2 separate regions of the Rattus norvegicus genome follow, and region 1 is linked to region 2. The links are chromatin contacts, called in public Hi-C maps. All regions are on one chromosome and are shown on one strand. The core of a region is the stretch at or near the end of the contact, and the rest is flanking DNA. Distances in the headings are between cores, read along the strand shown. Region 1 has its middle 360 kb from the start of Emp1. Region 2 has its middle 79 kb from the start of Emp1.

Region 1 (4,020 bases), core at 407-2,906, 280 kb after region 2:
CTGAGATTCTTATCTTGAACAGACATTGGTCCTGGACCAGTGGGTGCCTCAGTTTCACCTTTCTGTGAAAATTAGGGAACACTGCAGTCAGCAGCCTGTTTTGTGGTGGAGAAGTCCAATGACACAACTTGTTCTGCGTGAACCAGCCTGTTAGAGACTGCCATGAAAACCGGATTGGTTTGTCCACATCACATTCTTCTTATGTTGGCAGAATTATAAAGGATCCGCTGTGCTCTTCCTAGTGTGGTGGAGGTGGGGTTATCTCAGGATCAGACCAGATTTCAGCTAATAGAATTACACTCTCTGTGAGCGTTGTCCCCTGCTTTCCGGTTCTTTGTTCACACCCTCACCTCTCTCGGCTGGCCCTCTTCAACTTTGTGGTGTTCCCGTGTAGATGGTTCGCCCCTGCCAGACTCCACCTGGGAAAGAGCTACATTTGGGAGAGGAGGAAAATGAGCCCTAAATGGGTTTGAGAGACACAGGCTGTGGCGCTCCAGGGCACCGGGACACTGCAGGGGCTGGAGCAAGGCAAGGATATTAATTTTCTTTTCTCTGCCTTCCAAACATGAAGCTACCTGTGGCACCTAAATTACAAAGGCTATGTCTCTGTGCTGGGCCTATTGACTTGAGATTACTGGGGAAAGAACAAAGAATTATTATTGTTTGCCGGACACCCATGGAGACAGGCGCCGTGTGAATGTGGCTATCAGTGGGATAGGACGCGCCTGGTAGAGTGGGCCTGTGGCGTCTCCTTGGGATGCAAGACCAGAAAGCTTTTTGCTTTGGAGATGGGCCAAGAACTGCAAACACTTCATGACTCTGACTCTGGAAAGCAGGGTTCTAATCTAACCAGGAGGGTGCTGGAAAAAGTTAGTTTAGACAAAAATAGGGTCCCACCTGCCTGGCATAAAAAGTGCTATATGAAAGATGCCTGTCATTGGTTCTCAAGCACCAGTTTGTTCAGACCCAAATTACAGGACACACAGGGCTCTCAGTGTTCAGGATCCTACACCCCAAGGATCCTGAATTCAGGGGCGAGAGCCGAGTTGGTCTCCTTGGAGACTGTCAGTTGTGGTAGGCTGCACTACAAGGCATCATAGCCTCCAGGGCCTGGTGTCTGCGCTTCTGTCATCTTCGGTTCTGTTCTGCAGCTTCTTATCCCAAGGTGGATGGCGTTCAGCCTAAAGCAGGTTCCAGAGGAAAGCTAAGAGAGAAGAGAAAGGTTTGAACTAAAAACAGAGGCTGGATCCGTGTGTGACAGTGAGCTTCATGTGGGAGAGAAGAGGAAGATTTGAGTTTCTATTTTTGCCGCGTTTTATTTTGTTACTGAGCCATAGGAAGGATCCGCCTGTGTTTCTATTCAGTTTAATCCTGCCTTCCCTTCTGTTTGTTCTCCTAACAGTCTGTATTGATGCAGCCCATCCTTTTTGTAAACTCCCAAGAAGGAACCCACACACACCACCACCACCCTGTGACTTGGTACCTTTCATCATGTCTGCTATCTTTCTATTGAAACATAATTTCCTGATGGCCAGCTTCAAAAGGAAAGGCCATAAGGGCTACAGCCTCAGGAGGGACATCCTGGGCAAGATCACTGTGCCTGGGCTATCCAGAATCTCTGATATTTAATTAGTATTCAAGTACTGCTCAGTCAGGAGAGCATCCCTGAGGCTGCAACTGGCCTTGCGGAAGGTGATGTGTACCAGGAAGGCACGAGGTCTCTGTCCATCATGGGTTATTTTGTCTTGCTTGCAGAGAAGTTGCATAAGTTGCAAAATAATGTGTGAGGTGTTCTTATTACATTCTACAGAGAGAAGAGGATACAGACAGAGAGCAAGATCATTTAGATCCCGGATGGTCATTAGTGGCCAGGAAGTGCTTCAGCCGAGAATCTGGTTCACCTTCCTATCTGTGGGAAAACATCTGTACTTCCTTGTTGCTGTGACAAAAAAAATCTCATAAGAAAAGGAGGAAAAAATGTTTTTGTGGGTTTGGACCATTCATTTCTCACTGGCAAGTGCTGAGAAACGGTCTTGCAGGCATTTTTCTTCATGTAAAAGTTTTGTGATAACGACGGCGTCCAATTCGTAGGGGGAGAGGTTTGTAGATGTTCCTTACTTTAACTTCTGCCCTGTTCTTCTCACCACCCTACACCACATTTTCCTTCTGTAAATTCTTGCAGTTTTATGCAAGTTGATCAGGAAGGGAGCGCGGCAGAAAAGCTAAAGCACTGGACTTGGAAAATCTGCGATCTACTTCTCCTTTTCTGAATGATCATGGAAAAGTCACCCAACACCCAACGCCAGTTCTGTCTGTCACTTGGTGACACGAGCTGCCTACCTACCTGTCGGGTATGCTGTGAGACTCACAGAGAAGTTCTCAGGAGCCATTTCTGTTTCTAAGTTGCCTACTGTTCTCCATCACTCTGCCTGTGAATGCCAAGTCCTTGGTGCTCTAGACAGTACACGGTTATTGACGACAGTATCTAGTTCTCACTGCAGCTCAGGGATGGCTTTCACAGGCTTCATGATTTATGTCTGTAGAAGAAAGCTCCTTCTCAGATGGTAGTCAATGTGCCTGATAGCTTCAGCGGCTGTTACACTGGAGCTGGTATCAAGTGAGTGGGGCAAGGGTCACCCAAATGAATGTGGGGGATGGAAGTGGGGTCATCCAAATGGGATCTGTGGGGCAGCTTTGGGACATGGTGTTCGACCTCCCACCTAAAAGCCAATCTGCAGATTTGCCTGGAGTCACATCTCCAAGGAGGTCTAACCATGAATCCTTCTCAGAGGCTAGAGTTTTCTGCGTTTTGCAAACTACTATTTAACCTCTAACATAATAATGCAGAGTGCACAGTAGACAATGGATACTCGAATAAATGAATGAAGAAATAAGAAATTATTCTAGATAGAAACTCTAGCCCCCGAATCTTCCCAAAGATCATTTCTATAGACTGCAGCAAGATTTTGTGATCACTGTTAACTCGGAGGAGGCTTCCTCAATAAATATTTGGCAGTGTTTATTCCAAGAAAAATGAGAGACAAACAGAATAAAATATCCTTAATGTGACTGTCTCAAAAAACAAAACCAACCTTTTATTTATTTATTTATTTATTTATTTATTTATTTATTTATTTGCTTTTATTGTGCTGGAGATAAGAATCCAGGTCCTCATAGAGGTGAGGCAAGCACTCTACCATTGCAGTAGTTCCCTAACATCTCTCCTTTACTTACCACATCTATGAGGACAAACATGTAAGAATCTCTTTACATGAATCATTATTAAATAAGTAATATAGAAATTAAGTTAGGCCCTGTATATTGTGTATTGTGTCATAATCTTACATAAATACAATCATCTATGTAAAGTCGGTAGGGAGTGATGTCTTCTCATTATATGCAGCTTGCAAATTAATTTACCCTAGCTCACCTGCTGGGATGACAGAACAGATCTAGTGTTAGCTGTCACAGAACAAAGAAGCCTGAAGCTCACCAAGCTTTTTCTTAAATCATGAATCGATATGTGAATGCTGTTGCTCCTATTGTACCCATGAGGTGTGTATTTTGGAAAAAAATTATGTTGTTGGTTGAAAGAAGGGGACTGGACAAAGCTATTTCTCCATCCTCACATTTTGCTTTGATGCCAGAGTTGTGAAGAATGTTTGAAGTTGAGAGGATTTTCTTTTTCTGGTAATCTAGTGTTTACCCATGAGGACTCGGGCCACAGCTGTCACTTGAACAGGGAATTTTTGCTTAGAATGTTGTTTATAAGGCATTTGTTCCCAGAAAGGCTGGAAGAAAACAGTTAGTGTGTCAGGACAGCTGCAACCTGTGCTGACATTCTACACTCTGGTGTGGCCAGATGTGGTGGTCTAGATAAGAATGGCCCCAATAGGCTCATATATTTGAATGCTTAGTCATCAGGGAGTGGAACTATTTGAGAAGGATTAGAGGGATTAGGAGGTGTGGCCTTGTTGGGGGAGGTGTGGCCTTGTTGGAGGGGGTGTGACTTTGAGGTTT
Region 2 (4,216 bases), core at 1,001-3,500:
TCATGGTGTTTCATCACAGCAATAGTAACACTAGCTCTGACAAGTTGGTACTAGGAGTGAGGTATTGCTGTGACAGGCCTGACTATGTTGTTGGTTGACAGGATGAGGAGTTTTGACTAGAAAAGCAGTGTATCCTTTGATGAGGGCTTGGTGGGCCATACCAGGAGAAGTGTGGAAAGCAATGGTGCTGAGAGCAACATAGATTATGACACACTGGCTTAAAGGAGACACACTTCTCAAAGGAGAAGAATTTTAGGTGGCCTAGAGACCATTCTTGTGGTAATTTAAGACTGTGTTGTTTTCTGCCCTTGTCCAAACAAACAATCTGCTCAAGGCAGATTGAAGTGTCTTTGGCATTGTCAGAGGAGATTTCAAGACAGCCTAGTATTGACTCTGCTGTGTGATTATTAGTGGTCACTCTTACATAGATCTATAATGAAAAGGACCAAGTTGAACAAAGAAAAATGCAAAATGTACAGTTTGAGGAGAAAAGGGCACCAGGAAATTTAATGGAGATAAATCCAGTGCTCAAAGAGTTAAAAAGTATAAGGAAAAGACTATTCAATACTAAATGGAATAAAAGGAGAGGTGACCTCAGGGCAAGACTCAATCTAGTTAAGTTGCCAACTTGTGAAAATGAATTTAAAGAAAAGCTTAAAGAGTGAAGAAAACACTCGGCAACAGAACACTGATGAACATGGCAGCTTCAGCCACATGGATCTGGTTTTAGCATCAAGGATAGACCCACAGGCTAAGGAAAGCCACTGAGGCCAGGCATGCATTAGGGGTAGCTATGCATGGAAAATCAGAAAGGGTGAGGTCATTACATGAAACTTTGAAAGTAGAGCCATGTTTTTGCTTGAGACCCCAAGATGTTGGAGATGCCAGAGCCATGGGATACCTGCCAAGGAGAGCTACTGTCCCTGGAATCAACCCATGAAAAAGAAGTGTGTCACTGTCAGCAAGGCTGAAAGGAGTAGGTGACTGGATGAGTGCTTTGACATCAGACATGGAGATGCAAGTTTAGTGTTTGCCCTGATGGTTTTTGTCTTTTGTTGGTCCAGTATTTTCTGACTCTTGTAGTCAAGGTTCTGATTGCTGTGACAAAACACTATGACCAAAGCAATGTGGGGAGAAAGGGGTTTATTTGGCTTATACTTCCATATAGCTGTTCATCATCAAAGGAAGTCAGGACAGGAACTCATGCTGGGCAGGAACCTTGAGGCAGAAGCTGATGCAGAGACTGTGGATGGGTGCTGCTTACTGGTTGGTCCTTGTGGCTTGTTCAGTCTGCTTTCTTATAGAACCCGTGACCACCAGCCTAGGTATGTCATTACCCACAATCAGTAATAAAGAAAAACTCTTACGGACCTGCCTGCAACACAATCTTATAGAGGCATTTTCTTAATTGAGGTTTCCTCCTCTCAAGTGACTTTAGCTTGTGTCAAGTTGACATAAAACTGCCCAGCACACTCATTGTGCTTCATTTCCTCCCCTTTGGAATAGTAATGTGCATTCTGTGCCAAGGAATGTTGAAAGTATGAGATCTGCTCTTTATTTTTTGTTTTATAGGGGGGTTAGAGTTAAGAGAATGCCATGAGTCTGAGAAGAGATTTTGTATTTGGGACTATGAAATACTATGGGGACTTCGGAAGCTTGACTAAATACGCTTTGCATTATGATACAGCTGTAAGTCTATGGAAGCCAGAGAGTAGAATGTGATAGTCTGAATAAGAATGTTCCTTGTAGGCATATATATTTGAATCAGAGAGTGACACTATATGAGGAGGATTAGAAGAATTGGGAGGTATGGCCTTGTTGGAGAAAGTGTGTCACTAGAGGTGGTGGGCTTTTAAAGTTTCCAGGCTTTCTCTCTGCCTACTGCCTGTAGATCAGGATACAGTTCTTAGCCACTGTTTCAGTGACTTGCTTCCTGCCATGATGATAATGGACTATATGTCTCTAAAACTATAATCACCAAGATAGCACAGAGAGGGTAAGAGGCTGTGTGACACTTGGAGTAGGTCATGCATCTTGAAGACAGGGGCCGTGTCCGTGTCCCCTCGGTGCTTAGAATAGCACTTGTCGTGGACTGAACATTCAGGAAGTGCTTGTTGAATAAATGCATAAACAAATAAGTTTCAACAGAGCCCTCTCCACCACCAATGGTCCCCCTAACTCCGAGCCAAACACAAACAGTTGGAGGGAGGTGCCTTCCTTAGTGCCCAAGAGCAGTAGCAGCAGATGGTGCTGTCCAGATATGAGACCTTGTCCTTTTACTCCTGCATTGAGCTCCCCACTCTCTACTCTTGTCCCTCTCTGAGTTGTCCCTGCTCCAGGAAGGTGGCCAGCTGAAGCCACAGGCCTTCCAGCAGAAAACACCTGGCTGGTCAAAGCCTTTTTGTCTCTGCAATTACCTTCTATTTCCCTCTCCCTCTTCAATTTCATGCAAAGCCAACTGGTGTTTCTTTTCAAGCAGCTGAGAGCACCAGATGGAAGGGTGGGGGAGGTGGAGGCAGGGTGCGAGGCATCGAAGGGACAAGCAGGGCTGTGGATGGGGGGGGGCATTAGGAAGCATGTGATACCGGGACAGTGCCAGGCAGGTCAATGGAGGTAGGGAAGGCAGAAAGGGTGGAGAAAGCCAGCAGGCACCATACGTGTACACGTACACACGCAGTACTTTCAACATACCATTAAAACAGAGAAATGTTCTGGTTTCCGTAGCAACAAGGACGAGATCGGTGCCTCAGCCAGTGAAACTTATTGGGGGAAAAAGGCATTTGCCTGTTAAGGAGCCTGATGAATTGGGGGATAATTGTACAGCGTTCTGCCACCATTAACACATATAATAATAATTCAGAAAATACTGTAAAGAGAACAGAAGATTGATGAAAATCCCACAGAGGCAGGGGTGGGAGGGAGGGGCAGAAGGCAGAGAAATGGGATATAGGAATGTTCTAAGTAAATATCCCAGGGTGGGCACTTGGTGTGAGGTAGCATTGGAACCAGCTCATATGTCAGTCTCCAGAGGTCTAAGGTGAAGCTGGTTATATCTGTCCCCAATTCTATAGAGAAAGTATGTTGTTGTGTCCTGTTCTCATTCAAGGCTTCAGAAAGTAGGTAAGTGGATATGGAAAGTCTAAAAGTTTGTAGTAGTGGACTCTGTGACATCTGGGCCCTGCGTCTGCATTTCTCATAGTGTCCAAAGGAACTATGGACCATCAAAGGATAGGACAGTAGAGGAGATTCCTGACAACTGAGTCATATATAACAGAATCTTGCCTGTGGGAGAAGAAAAAGAAATCACAATTATCTTGCTCTCTTGGTAGCAAAGACTCCATGCCAAGTGCATAGTAGTTGCTAAATAAAATGGTGCTACTAATGGGGACTGGGATGACGGGGACAAGGACTACAGTTCAGTCGGTAAAGTGCTTGCTTTGCAAGCATGAGGAGGACCCGAGTTCACATCCCCAGTGGTCACATATAAAGCCAGATGTGCTACTATGCACCTGTAGTCCCAGTGCTAGGGAGACAGACAGGGACTTGCTGTCCGGCCAGGCTAGATGTACCAGAGAACTCCAGATTCAATGAGAGACCATTTCAAAACACAAGGTAGGGAGGGAGCAGTATGAGAAGACAGTCTGCCAGTCTCTGGCCTCCACTAACATGTGAATGAAAGACTATATAAATGGATGGATAGATGATTTAAAAGAGTGAGCAAATGGACGGATGGATGAGAATCAGGAGAGGGGACCGGTGTTCTCATCTCCTGCTTGCTTCTGGTAACTTAGTGGCAGATTAGACTCTCAGAGGGGGTGTCTCTCCATGAGATACGCATTAGGATTCTGGGACAAGACAGTTCTGTGCCCCAGAAGACTTTCGAGCAGTGAGGCCATTTGAATATTCCTTACTCTGTCCTGAGATATATCCTGTGGTATATCACTCTATTGGCTCTGTTGACTTAGAGGGAAGGTGCCGCCCACTGCCTCAGAGCGCCCAGGCCCGTTCTTGATCCTGTGGGTCAGGGTTTTGTTCTGAATCTGTTTTTCCACCTCTGATTTCCTACACTACCAGAGGCTGGTCTTGGCAGACAACCCGCACTTTCATTCAGAACCACACTAGCTATCACCTTGTGGTGGTTTCAACGAGAACCATCCCCATAGGCACTTATATGTGGAATGCTTAGTCATCAGGAAGTGGACATGTTTGGGAAAGA

Evidence for each region. Hi-C and Micro-C count contacts between places; a contact is called where the count stands out from the background.
Region 1: a Hi-C map of frontal cortex shows a contact between it and region 2, with 2.5 times the contacts expected there. The contact joins two enhancer-like sites. A contact is called at or near these places in 4 of 12 Hi-C or Micro-C datasets (frontal cortex, hepatocytes and liver).

What each region holds. Positions count from the first base shown.
Region 1 is chr4:170,302,550-170,306,569 of GRCr8, forward strand. It overlaps a transcript of Grin2b not described here. Among named protein-coding and RNA genes, the nearest start is that of Emp1, 360 kb to the left of the region's middle. Within about 2 kb of position 1,657, at least 4 of the 93 cell types and tissues checked have an H3K27ac peak or open chromatin away from gene starts, as enhancers often do.
Region 2 is chr4:170,021,576-170,025,791 of GRCr8, forward strand. No RefSeq gene overlaps it. Among named protein-coding and RNA genes, the nearest start is that of Emp1, 79 kb to the left of the region's middle. Within about 2 kb of position 2,251, at least 11 of the 93 cell types and tissues checked have an H3K27ac peak or open chromatin away from gene starts, as enhancers often do.